2 separate regions of the Sus scrofa genome follow, and region 2 is linked to region 1. A link is a contact called in public Hi-C data. All regions are on one chromosome and are shown on one strand. The core of a region is the stretch at or near the end of the contact, and the rest is flanking DNA. Distances in the headings are between cores, read along the strand shown.

Evidence for each region. A called contact is a pair of places that touch in the nucleus more often than the background predicts.
Region 2: a Hi-C map of liver shows a contact between it and region 1, with 2.0 times the contacts expected there. The contact joins the enhancer-like site here to the promoter of SLC25A51 in region 1. A contact is called at or near these places in 1 of 5 promoter capture datasets (liver), 5 of 47 Hi-C or Micro-C datasets (embryonic fibroblasts, epiblast stem cells and liver) and 1 of 2 datasets of contacts at active chromatin or transcription factors (skeletal muscle).

The regions. Positions count from the first base shown.
Region 1 is chr1:238,664,805-238,670,352 of Sscrofa11.1, forward strand. SLC25A51 (solute carrier family 25 member 51) reads right to left here and starts at 2,624. Exons shown (of 3, transcript NM_001258408.1): 1 at 2,532-2,624.
Region 2 is chr1:238,760,346-238,766,019 of Sscrofa11.1, forward strand. The region is part of intron 2 of SHB (SH2 domain-containing adapter protein B); the gene reads right to left. Among named protein-coding and RNA genes, the nearest start is that of SHB, 63 kb to the right of the region's middle. Within about 2 kb of position 2,761, at least 11 of the 83 cell types and tissues checked have an H3K27ac peak or open chromatin away from gene starts, as enhancers often do. A contact at or near this core is called in liver, where this site is marked.

The sequences.
Region 1 (5,548 bases), core at 1,374-3,873:
TGACCCCTAGCGTGGGAACCTCCATATGCCTCAGGTGTGGCCCTAAAAATAAAAAATAAAAAAAAAAGCAGTTTAATGGATTTCTTGCTGTAGTGCAGCAGGTTAAGGGTCTGGCATCACCACAGCTGTGGTGTAGGTTGCAGCTGCAGCTTGGACTAGATCCTTCGTCCAGGAACTTCCATATGCCAAGGGTGTGGCCAAAAATAAAAATTTACAAAACAACAGCACAGAAATACTTTGTATCTACATAATGTTTTGCTCTTCTTCAGAGTTTCAGGACTAAACCATGTTAAAATCAACAAAAATATTCAGATCTATGTGACTATTCCTAACTCACTGAGACATTTACAAACATAAAAAAATTTCATTTTTACACACCAAACACATAACATTTAAAAGCTGCTTAACAATATGTTCCTTGTTAACACAAACCAAGTTATTTGCACACTTGAACAATAAAATTTTGTCCATGTTCACTTTTAATTTTTATTGGAATGGTACCTGCATTACTTTCCAAAATTTTGCAAATTAAAGTGACTTCTACTAGTTTTGTCATGATCCTTTGTGATAATGGGGACTGTTACTCAACAAATAGAAAGTTGTGACTAACAGAAGTTAGCAAATTTTTTTTTTTTTTTTTTTTTTTTTGGCCATACCTGCAGCATATGGAAGTTCCGGGACCAGGGACTGAACCTTCGCCACGGCAGCAACCCAACTGTCTGTGGGGACAATGCCAGGTCCTTAACCCACTGCACCACAGAGGAACTCCCAGCCAGTCATTTACTGACCACTGCAATTAACTACTTTAAGGAATTTAAAGAACATTATTGTACATTTAGGGTCTCAGATTTTTAAAACTAGGCCTTGACATAGGGAAAAGGAATGCAATGAAACCCTTCTGGACTTTACAGATTTAAAGCTTTCCCTCTCATTTCTTCCTAGATAAGGAGATAGTGTAAACAGGTTCTTAATTTAGCCAGGAGAAGGAAGGATAGTGTACAGAGTATTCTGTAGCGATGAAATTAAAAATTTTGTATATTTATACTTGAACATGACTAAATTTCTTTGCTAAACTGATCTACATATTTAAATTCTTTAACATGGATAATTCACTCCAATTTATTGCAACATATATATACCATAATTTTACATTGCCTGCTACCTAAAACACTCGACCTATGTCAGCATAAGGAGGCAAAGTTAATCAAGATGACTTTCAAGCAACTCCAAGTGTCAAACTTTTATGGTAAAAGAAAACAGTGTAATCTAAATGCTCACCATAATTTATAGCCCACATGGATAAGACACAGTTGTGAACCCAGCACAAAGGTCTTTGTACAAAAACTACGGAGAAGGCAACTGTAATTCTCCAAGGATGTTAACTCCTACAAGTCAGCAGGTCTGAGTCAGCATTCACATAAGATAAACCTGGGATCCAGTGGTCACTATCTTGCCACTATAAATTTAAAGCAATGTCTATGATTTAAAAATCCACTTCTCTGGGCTTAATCTACCAAAGGAAAGACCAGGTAAGTCCACTGCTTTTTAAAGAGACTGCTTGTGATCTTTGCCTGAGATGCACTCAAGGTGACTCCAGATCCAAAACGCCTAACCTGTGCTCTGAAATCACCCGCGGACCTAACCAGTCCTAGAACCTTTTGCTTTCACGGAACCCTTTCAAAAACAAGTACAGAGGAAGCTCAGATTGGCAAGGTCACTACCGTTACTCTAAGGGCTTCTGTTTCACAGCTTGCACGTAGTGAAACAGAAGGTGGGGATTAAGACCAGCTGTATACAGTTATAGGGCCAAAAAAAGGGTAAATATAGCCTTTAAGACGCCCCACTTAGATAAGCTTAATACCCAATAATTGGTACAAATTTACAATTAACAACATAATCCCATCACCACCACCAGACCAAAAAAAAAGCCTCGTACTACAAGTTTCCTACAACGCGAAGCAACATGGTGTCGCAGAATAAGCATTGTCTGGTTGTGCGGCTGAACTTACCATTCTCCAGGCGTCCATTTCCCCAGTGTGTGATAAGAGGGAGGGGAGGGTGGTGGGTTCGCCAAAGCCCCTTCCGTCTCTGACACCGGACAGAATAAGGGGTCCGGGGCCCATTCGCAGTGCCGGCGCCGCTCCCCTCCCGCGCAGGCAAAGCAAGAACCCTTCCCGCCCCGCTCTAGGTGCGCGGCAGAAGGCACCTCCCCGCCCCAGGCGCGCCCAAAAGAGCGCGCTGCCTCCTCCACCGGAAAAGCTCTTTCCGGCAGCCGGACAGCGCCCCTGGCTCAGCGAAACCCGGCGGCCGCCGGCCCCTGCGGCTGCAGGCCCCACCCGGGAGGGCACGAGCGGCAGTGGCGGGGCGCGCCGTGGGGCGGAGGGGACGCAGTGCGCGCGCGCGCGCTGAGGGGTAGGTGGGCCAGAGGACGCGGCAGACGGCCTCCTCGGACCCTCCTTCGTGCTTCCAGGCACTCCTTGCTGAGGCCGGGGGAGCCCCGCGTTTCCCTCTCACCCGCCTCCCACACTCACCCATCGCCGCGGGCCCGGCTCCGCGCCCGGTAGCCGCCCGCCCGCAGGTAGGCCAGCCCGCGAGCCCAGCCGGCGCCGGCGCAGGCGCAGACATTGACCGACCCCAGAGCTCGGGGCGGGGCGTGACGCGCTGGACGCTGCCGAGCCCGGTCACGTGAGGGAGACTACGCCGCGCTGCCTCCCTCTAAACCTGCGGAGGGTGAGGGGACGCCTGCCCACCCCTGGCAGCTGTGCGGCGAGCGAAGGCACTTGGGGGGTCACCCATCACATCTGTCGTAGGGCTTTGAGATTCCGCTGGATGGAATGCCATACCGTGGGTGCCCTACGGTGGCCTTGCCGTACCAGAAACAGCCAACGCGTTCTCTAGTGCTTGGTAGCCGGGAGGACCCCTGGGTACTGACAGTTGTGGGTTGCAAGCGCGCCTTTGCTGAGGCCTTGAAAGTCTCCGCCTCCCTCCCCTTGTAGCCTTGGTTAGCTTTCATTGAACCCTCGGAGTGGCATATTGTCAGCTGCTATTACTGCAGGTCACAGAACACCTGTGTGTGCTTTAGACTATACAAGTCATTTAAAAACCCTGTTTCCTTTCAACCTCAAACAACTTGCACGCATTGAATGCCACTGCACTGAGAATTAAGAGGCATAAGTCAAATCATAGTCCTGACCCTTCCTGGGAGTGACTTTGGACATGTCTCTGAGCCCCAGATCCTGAAAAGTAACACCTGCCTTACATGCAGCCCTTGGCCCCTGTAACAAGCACTGGGAGCAATGATCTGACTCTACCTTATATACTGGAAGGCACGCAGATGTGAGGCGTTGAAGGAGAGTGAGGCTCTACAGGAGGCTCATCAGATCTGTGAGGTGTATGCTCTTTAAGTGGGGTTTGTCAAATAGGCAACTCACCTGGCATGAAACACTGGTCAGGGTATGGGTATAGGTTGATGGCTCTCCCTGGTCACTTCCCCTGAGAGCATTTTGTAGATATTGACTCCAAAATTGTGTCCAGTTTGCCTGAGCTGGCCTGATAAACAGCTTCTTGGGGTGTGGGAAACCATGCTACCTAATTTCACCACACACTCTCCAGAGGTACCTACTGTGTGCCATCGTCCTCACCTGAACTCTCTTGGGGGGAACTTAGAATCCAAGTAAGGATATAAAAACAAAAACTCTGGAAGTTTATATGCATGAGGGGCTTCTTCCCTTAAGGGACAACCAGGACGGGCTTCACAGGGTGGAGGCGTTTGAACTGGGCCTTGGAGGATGAATGAATGGAATTTGGATGAGTGGAGAAACTCATAGTGGCAAGAGATAAGGTTGTCAAGGACAGGTGGTGAGGTCTGATAGGGCAGATCTTGACTTTCAAGTGCAGGCACCGGGCATCTGATTAGGGTTCGGGGATAGATTTCAGGCTCCACAGGATAATGACCAGGCCACACAGTAGTTTGGAGTGATTAAAAATTGGGCAGCAGTTGGGGAAGGGCATTTACGTTGGAATTATGTTTGCCCTGTCTTGTGTGAATCCCTAATCAGCTGTATTATTCAAAAAATAAATAAACCAGGCAGGCAGCCAGTGTGTTCATAAGCATAAATAATTCATTTCAAATTAGAATGGAGAGGTTCTTCTCCTAGGGTAAAACCCGAAGAGGAGGCAGAGATTGAAATTAAACACACAATTGGGGCACAAAAGACTCAAAAGAGTCAGGAAATCCCAAGCTGATAGGAACACTCATGTCTGGAGCCCAGCCAGTCTGTTTCTTTTATGCTGTAGGTCACAGCGCAGGCCCCTGCCCCTCCAGCACTGGGTTCCTTGTCAGAACCCTCCTACATGCTTATTTGGCTCTTCTTGGGCATATGAATGTTGGAGGTCAAAACCTCTGTTTTCTGGAGTTCCCGTCATGGCTCAGTCGTTAAGGAATCCAACTAGGAACCATGAGGTTGTGGGTTTGATCCCTGGCCTCGCTCAGTGGGTTAAGGATGTGGCATTGCCGTGAGCTGTGCTGTAGGTCGCAGATGTGGCTCGGATCCCGCGTTGCTGTAGCTCTGGTGTAAGCCGGCAGCTACAGTTCTGATTAGACCCCTAGCCTAGGAACCTCCATATGCCGAGGGAGCAGCCCTAGAAAAGGAAAAAAAACAAAAAACAAAACCCTCTGTTTTCTGATTCAGGAATCATCATAAAATTAACCTTTCATTTCTCTGTCCTCACCCACTCATTCTTACATTCATTCTTCAGTCTCTTAAACTGTTCTGCACACCTCCAGCCTCCATATCAGCTGTCAGAGAATATCCTCTAACCCAGCTTTGATCATCTCACTCCTCAGTTTAAAAATTTCCAATGGTTCCCTCTCCCCCACTCTCCCAGCAAATCCAAACTCCTTGCCTTGGCTCACGGGCTCTCGGCATCCTACCCCCTCTGCCTGTCTCTCCACCACATCCCCAGCTACATTCTCTGCTTCAGCCATGCTCAGTTTCTCCGTGTTTTGCAAATCCTCCTGTCACTTAAGCCTTTTTCCCCTTTCTCACCATCCATTCTCAGCTGTCAAACATGTTAGCCCTTTAAGGCCCTTCTCCTTCTCCCCCCAACAGCATTCACTGTTCAACCCCAGGCAAAGATGGTTTTTCTTGGCCTTTGCCTTCCCACAGCACAAAGTTTGGAGCTGTTCTAACATCTTCCCTATGTCATAACCATTCATGAAGGTGTCTCCCTTTCGCACAAGGGCAGAGCTGTCTGACTTGTTTCTGGCCCTCCAACTCAGGGCTTGGCAGAAAGGGTGTTTGCCCAAATAAAATGCTGGTGGAGGGCCTTCCCACTGTGGCTCATCAGAAACAAACCCAAGTACTATCCATGAGGATACAGGTTCGATCCCTGGCCTTGCTCAGTGGGTTAAGGATCCAGCGTTGCCGTGAGCTGCGCGGTGTAGGTCACAGACGCGGCTCGGATCCCATGTTGCTGTGGCTGTGGCTGTGGTGTAGGCCGGCAGTTGTAGCTCTGATTCAACCCCTAGCCTGGGAACCTTCATATG
Region 2 (5,674 bases), core at 1,511-4,010, 96 kb after region 1:
ACGGGCAGGACAGGGACTGATGCGATATAACACGCGAGCACTGGTTGTGGAGTCCCGAGACCTGAGCACACGTTGGGTGGCCCTGAGCAGGCCACCTCCCTCCGCTAGTTTGCAGTTTCTCTATCTTAACAACGAAAATAACAGGGCTGCCTCCAGGGTCGTTCTGAGGGTGAAATGAGATAATGTCTAAGAAAGCGCTTTGTAGCCGGTCAAAGGAGAAGTAAACATAAACTGTGACCACAATCATCCCACGTGTATAACTGATAGCCAGGTCCTGGAAAAAATGAGAGAAAGGCCAACGAATCTGATAGAATTAATTAGAAATAGTCACAGACCCACAGGCTTCCTGAAGCAAAGACATTTTCCTTGTAGCCTCTTAAGTCCCAGACTAGGAAGGGCCATTACTCCCTGTACCCAGGGCCCCACAGGCAGAGCAAGGGACTGACCTGGACGGGCGCCAGCGAGGAAGGCGGGGGTGGGGGTGGGGGGTGCCTTTCATTCTCCTCTGTGGCTGGACAAGAGGTGACAACTCCCAAAGCCAGTGCAACGCCTGAGGAATGCATGCAGGAGGGAGGATGGAGAAAGAACTCCCCAGACACAAGGGGGCATTGGCTGCAGGGGGTCTTGGATGACTTTCAGAACCACACTGGGCTAGAACCTCACCTGTCCACCACTCACTGGGCAGGCCTGGCCACAGACCTTCCTTTTCTTAACCTAGAGAACAAGAGGGCAACCAAATAGTCCCCCATTCGAGTGCGGCTCTAAAATCCTCACCCTACGAAGGAGGATTTCCTAGAGAGGAGAAAGGTTTCAACACCTGAGTTTAAGCTTTTCAACCAGAAGCACACATGGCTCAGGTCAAAGTCAGCTAAACACAGACAGAGGATGTGAGATGAAGCACTGATTCCGGCAGACCCCAAGGCTGGACATCAGGTCCCTGGGAGGCTGGGGGGCCTGAGGGTTTTGTGAAACCAAAGGTGATCCCTCAGTTCTGCCCTTCTCCCTCAAATGTTCAGGGCTGGGGCCCAAGAGGCAGCCCCGTGCTTTTCATTAGCACTAGGAGCCGTGGGAATTTACAGCAAATCTTCGTGCAGATGAAAATTAGTTTCAGGACTAGGGGGCAAACAGGCTGAGTGTATTAGTAACAAACAAACCCTTCCTCCTACTTTCTGGGTGTAAATTATGAAAATAATGAAAATATCACCGAGTTTCTTCTGAGGCTCAATTCAACAAAGTCCCTTCGCATGAAAGCCTAGGCTGAGCTGGGGGTGGGGGTCGGGGCGGAGCAGAGGTGGGTGCTTTCCACAATCCTAAGCAAAACACAGACAGGTGCAGCCCAAAGCTCCTCCTTCCAGACCTCCTGGGGCAGGGCACTGGGCCGCATGCCACCCCCACCCCCCGCCTTTGTTCCTACTACTCTTCCCAGTCCAGTGCCAGGTGGAGGAGTCCAGTGGGGTTTTTTTTTTTTGTTGTTTTTTGTTTCTTTGTCTTTCTAGGGCCGCATCCATGGCATATGGAGGTTCCCAGGCTAGGGGTCGAATCGGAGCTGTAGCTGCCAGCCTACACTACAGCCACAACAACACCATATCCAAGCTGAGTCTGTGACCTACATCACAGCTCACAGCAATGCTAGATCCTTAACCCACTGAGCGAGGCCAGGGATCGAACCTGAGCCCTCAAGGATGCTACTCAGATTAGTTTCCATTGAGCCACGATGGTAACTCCAAGCAGTCTGTTCTAACCTACAGTCCCCAACCCAAGAAAACCAGACCACACCCTCCCCTGCAGCCCCCAGGTACTCACTGCTATGCCCACACCTGACATCCTCAACGAATGATGCAGTTACACGGCACGTGCCACCTCCCACTGGAAAGGCCTTCCAGGGGGCAGCCCCAGGTGGGCTCAAAACTCCCGGCACAACAGCTGCTCAACAGATGCTGGACAAAGCCCCCTCCTGGCTTCACCTTGAAGGGCAGGGCTGCCCCTCCTTTACCTTACAGGCTCTGGCACCCCATGCCTTTTCCTCTAAGAGCAGCTGGGCCCAACATTAACTCTTTCCTTAGCAGACACTCTGCAGAAGCAGCTCTGAGCTAAGGAACAGGGATAAAGTCCTAGAAGAGGCCAAGGAAGGTGGCGGTAGAGTGAGGGGGGCACTGCTTTTCAGTTTTGCTGGGCTGCAACTTTGTTGCTGGAGCGACCCTTCAGGTTTCTGCTTTTTGTCACTGAGGAAGGTGGGAGCTGGCTCCCACGGATCCATCCCGTCTGCCCCGCCTCCACCATCCTCAGACCCGTGGTGTCCCCCCAGCCAGGGGTCCTCCCCCATCCCATTGAGCACCTGCCCCGCCCCTGCCTGGCCTTGGAACACAGCTCCCAGGACACCAGAACCATCCTCCTCATGGCCCCTGGCTGTCACTCCAGCCCGTGCACCTGCTTTCTCACCCGTAAAATGGACACAACCCACGTCCTGCCTCCCTGGGCCTTAGGGAGGCTGAGGAGGAAGCTCTGGCAGGCGAGGTCCCTGACAGGTGCTGATGGTCAGTTCTGAATGAGAACCACGGAGTTTGGGGGAAAAATGCTGGTTATGGGGGATGGAAAGGCTTCAAGGGAAGGTGACCCTGAGCTGACAGAGCAGGCAGGCTGGGGTTAGATGGGAAGGCAGAGCAGGAGTGAAGGCGCCAAGCAGGAGGGCAGTGAAGTGGACAGCAGCAGACTCTCCCAACTCGGCACTGTGCCGGCCAGCTGGCTGGGAAGGTCAGGTGGGTGAGAGGTGCCCCAGCTTTGGCAGGGAGGCTGGTGCTGAAGAAAGGCATGAGGAAGGCTGGTCACATGAGGGAGATGAGGGCTCAGACACTCGGGCACCCAGCTCGAGGGGGAGAGGGAGAGGCAGCCGGCAAATCCAGGGGCCAAGGGAGGGCGACAAAGAGGACAGGGTGGACTGGAAGGACCCCCAATCTGGAGAGCTCTGTGGCTGGAGCTCAGCGACATGAGTGTATATCCAAGTCCCTGCACAGAGACCTGAGGCCTGGCGAGGGGAGTGAACCTACCAAGGCACAGGCGGTGAGCTGAGCCCAGGGTCAGAGAGAGGGACATGGGTGAGCTGGCCAGGACCGAGGGGTGAGCTGGCTGGGGACTTGAAACCCAGCTCGGGAGGGCAAAGCCCGTAATCTTGGGGGAAGAGGTTACCTATCATTGCACAACACTCCACCCCAACAGCACATTCTGACCTGGGGACATTCTCCACTGGAAAGTTCCAGGCCAACATGTCAAACATAGAGCACTGACAGTCTGAGGGCAAGAGTTCCAAACCCTGTGGTCCCTGCCCTCCAGGGGCCCCCAACCCAGCAGATAAATTGCAACACGTTGTGGTAACACTGTATCAGCACTGTGGGGCCCCACCAGGGAGGACCCACAGTAAGGCTTAGATACCAGGAGGTGACCCCTTCTCCAATGCATCATTTTTTAGGTCACCATGTACAATCAGAAGCCTGCATTCTGGAAGGGAGATAAAAGTGGCATTTTATTTATTTATGCTCAGTTAAAAAAAAATTTTTTTTTAGGGCTAAATGTGCGATATATAGAAGTTCCCAGGCTAGGGGTTGAATTAGCTGCCGGCCTACACCACAGCCAACACAGGATCTGAGCTGCATCTGTGACCTACACCACAGCTCATGGCAAAACCAGATCCAGAACCCACTGAGCGAGGCCAGGGATCGAACCCATGTCCTCACGGATACTGGTTGGATTCGTTACTACGAAGCCTCAAAGGGAACTCCCTATGCTCACAGTTTTGAAAAAGGACGGAAAAGGAAGCAGAGTACAACATTAAAACACACAGACTAAACCAGGTGAAAGAGCTGAAAGGCAGGACTACCTGGGAGGAGGAGGAGAGGGAAGAGGAGGAGGAGGAGGCCTGGACTTTAGGCACCTGCCAAGTTAACCAGCCGAATGAAAGGCCACATCAAAAAAGCACAAACCTACTGTTACTCGGCATCCCTCCCCCGCCCGGCCAGGCACTGACCCCACAGGGAGAAAGGGGCCTGACATTGGGCACAGTTCCAGTGAGCCTCCATGACTCAGCTTTCTCACCTGCAAGATGGAAATAATGACACCGCTTCCTCCCAGAGCCTTAGGGAGCTTCCCGGCATAATCTATAAAAAGCGTCCTTTAAATACAGCCCTCTGCCATCATTACGAACTTCCAGAAAGCCAACCTGAGCCCTAGTTAGAGAAGGGTACTAATTAATTAGTCAAATAACAGGGTGTGGGGCAAATCACTCCATCTCCGTCCTCAGGTTTCTGGAGGGGCAGAAACTGTGGCCTGCTGTCCCTTCGTCAGCCCCTGCCAATCAGCTCCTCTCCCCAGGGCCCCAAGCCCACTGGAGCCCCATGGCCCTCCTCTGAACACCAGAATGCAAGGGTACACATCTGAACCCACTGAATCCTCACTCAAGAACCTTCCTTCCCCTTCTCGGGCAGGACAGTCCCCACTGGGGAACTGACGCGCTCATCCTCCCACTCACCAGGATCCTAGCGCCTCCCTCCCTGGCACCCACTGCACCCCTAGGCTGGCAGGCTCTTCCACCCCACCCACCCACTCACGCCTGCAGCACCCTGCAGCCACGGCCCTGGCTCTGGCTTCAGCCCCCTGGCCTGGATGACTGTTGTAGCCACAGAACCACAGAACCAGTCTCCCTGCCTCTTGCTTCTCTGCTATAAGGCATCCTACGCACACAGGCGGGCACGACTTCCTAACAACTTCCTAACCTGCTCAGGATGGGTGGTGCTTCCCCACAGCCTGCATGCTCTTCCCACACAGGAGGCGGGCTGGTGGGCGGGCAGAAGTTGCCAGGAACCGTGCTGCTGATGAACCTGAGTCTACTTCTAGAGAGCCATTCCCATCAGTTTCAGATCGTTTCATGTCTCTCTGGGATTCCGAAGGGCAAGGGGCAGGGGTGGGGTGGGGGTGAGCTCCTCTAACCCCCATTCCTGCACTTCTACCTTTGGAAGGATGCCCATTTCTCTCACGGCTGCTGGGAGAGGGAGAGGAGTTAGGGGCTGCATTCCTGGGGGTCTAGACCCTCACACCTAGGAGTACCAGCACATGGATGGTACTCGCTGCTCTGGGAGAATCCATGACAACCCCCAGAGTCTGTGCTCCTGCACTGAGGCTACTGAGAGAGAGGAACACAGCTGCCAGCCACTGGGCCAGGCCTGTGTCCTCACATCCTGAAGACAGCACGGAGACCATCCTACCTCCCGAAGGTGGCCAAGGATCTGGGGACAAGCCCCTCTGAGAGGAGCCCTTGAGCTGCAGTGACCAGAGGCTGCAGAGTGTCTGGGATACAGATGTCCCCGTACCAGAGCCCCCAGAAGTGAGTTCACAGGAGTCACAGTTATATAACACTCCCCTTTGATCCTGCAATCCTGCACCCAGAGTGAAAGCTTCACAAGGACAGGGACTTTGCTTTGTTCACTGCTCAGCCTCTAGAGCACAGAAAAGAACCAACACACATGGTGCAATGTGCTCCCTGGCTAAGGTCCTGTGACTTCAGACAACTGTATCTTGGCAGAATGGGAAGAGCTGTTTACAGAAAGTAGCTATTAACTGTTTGCTTCCTTTTCATTCATTTATTCTCCACATAGACTTGTATTCCTGGGCTCATTCATTCAACTGG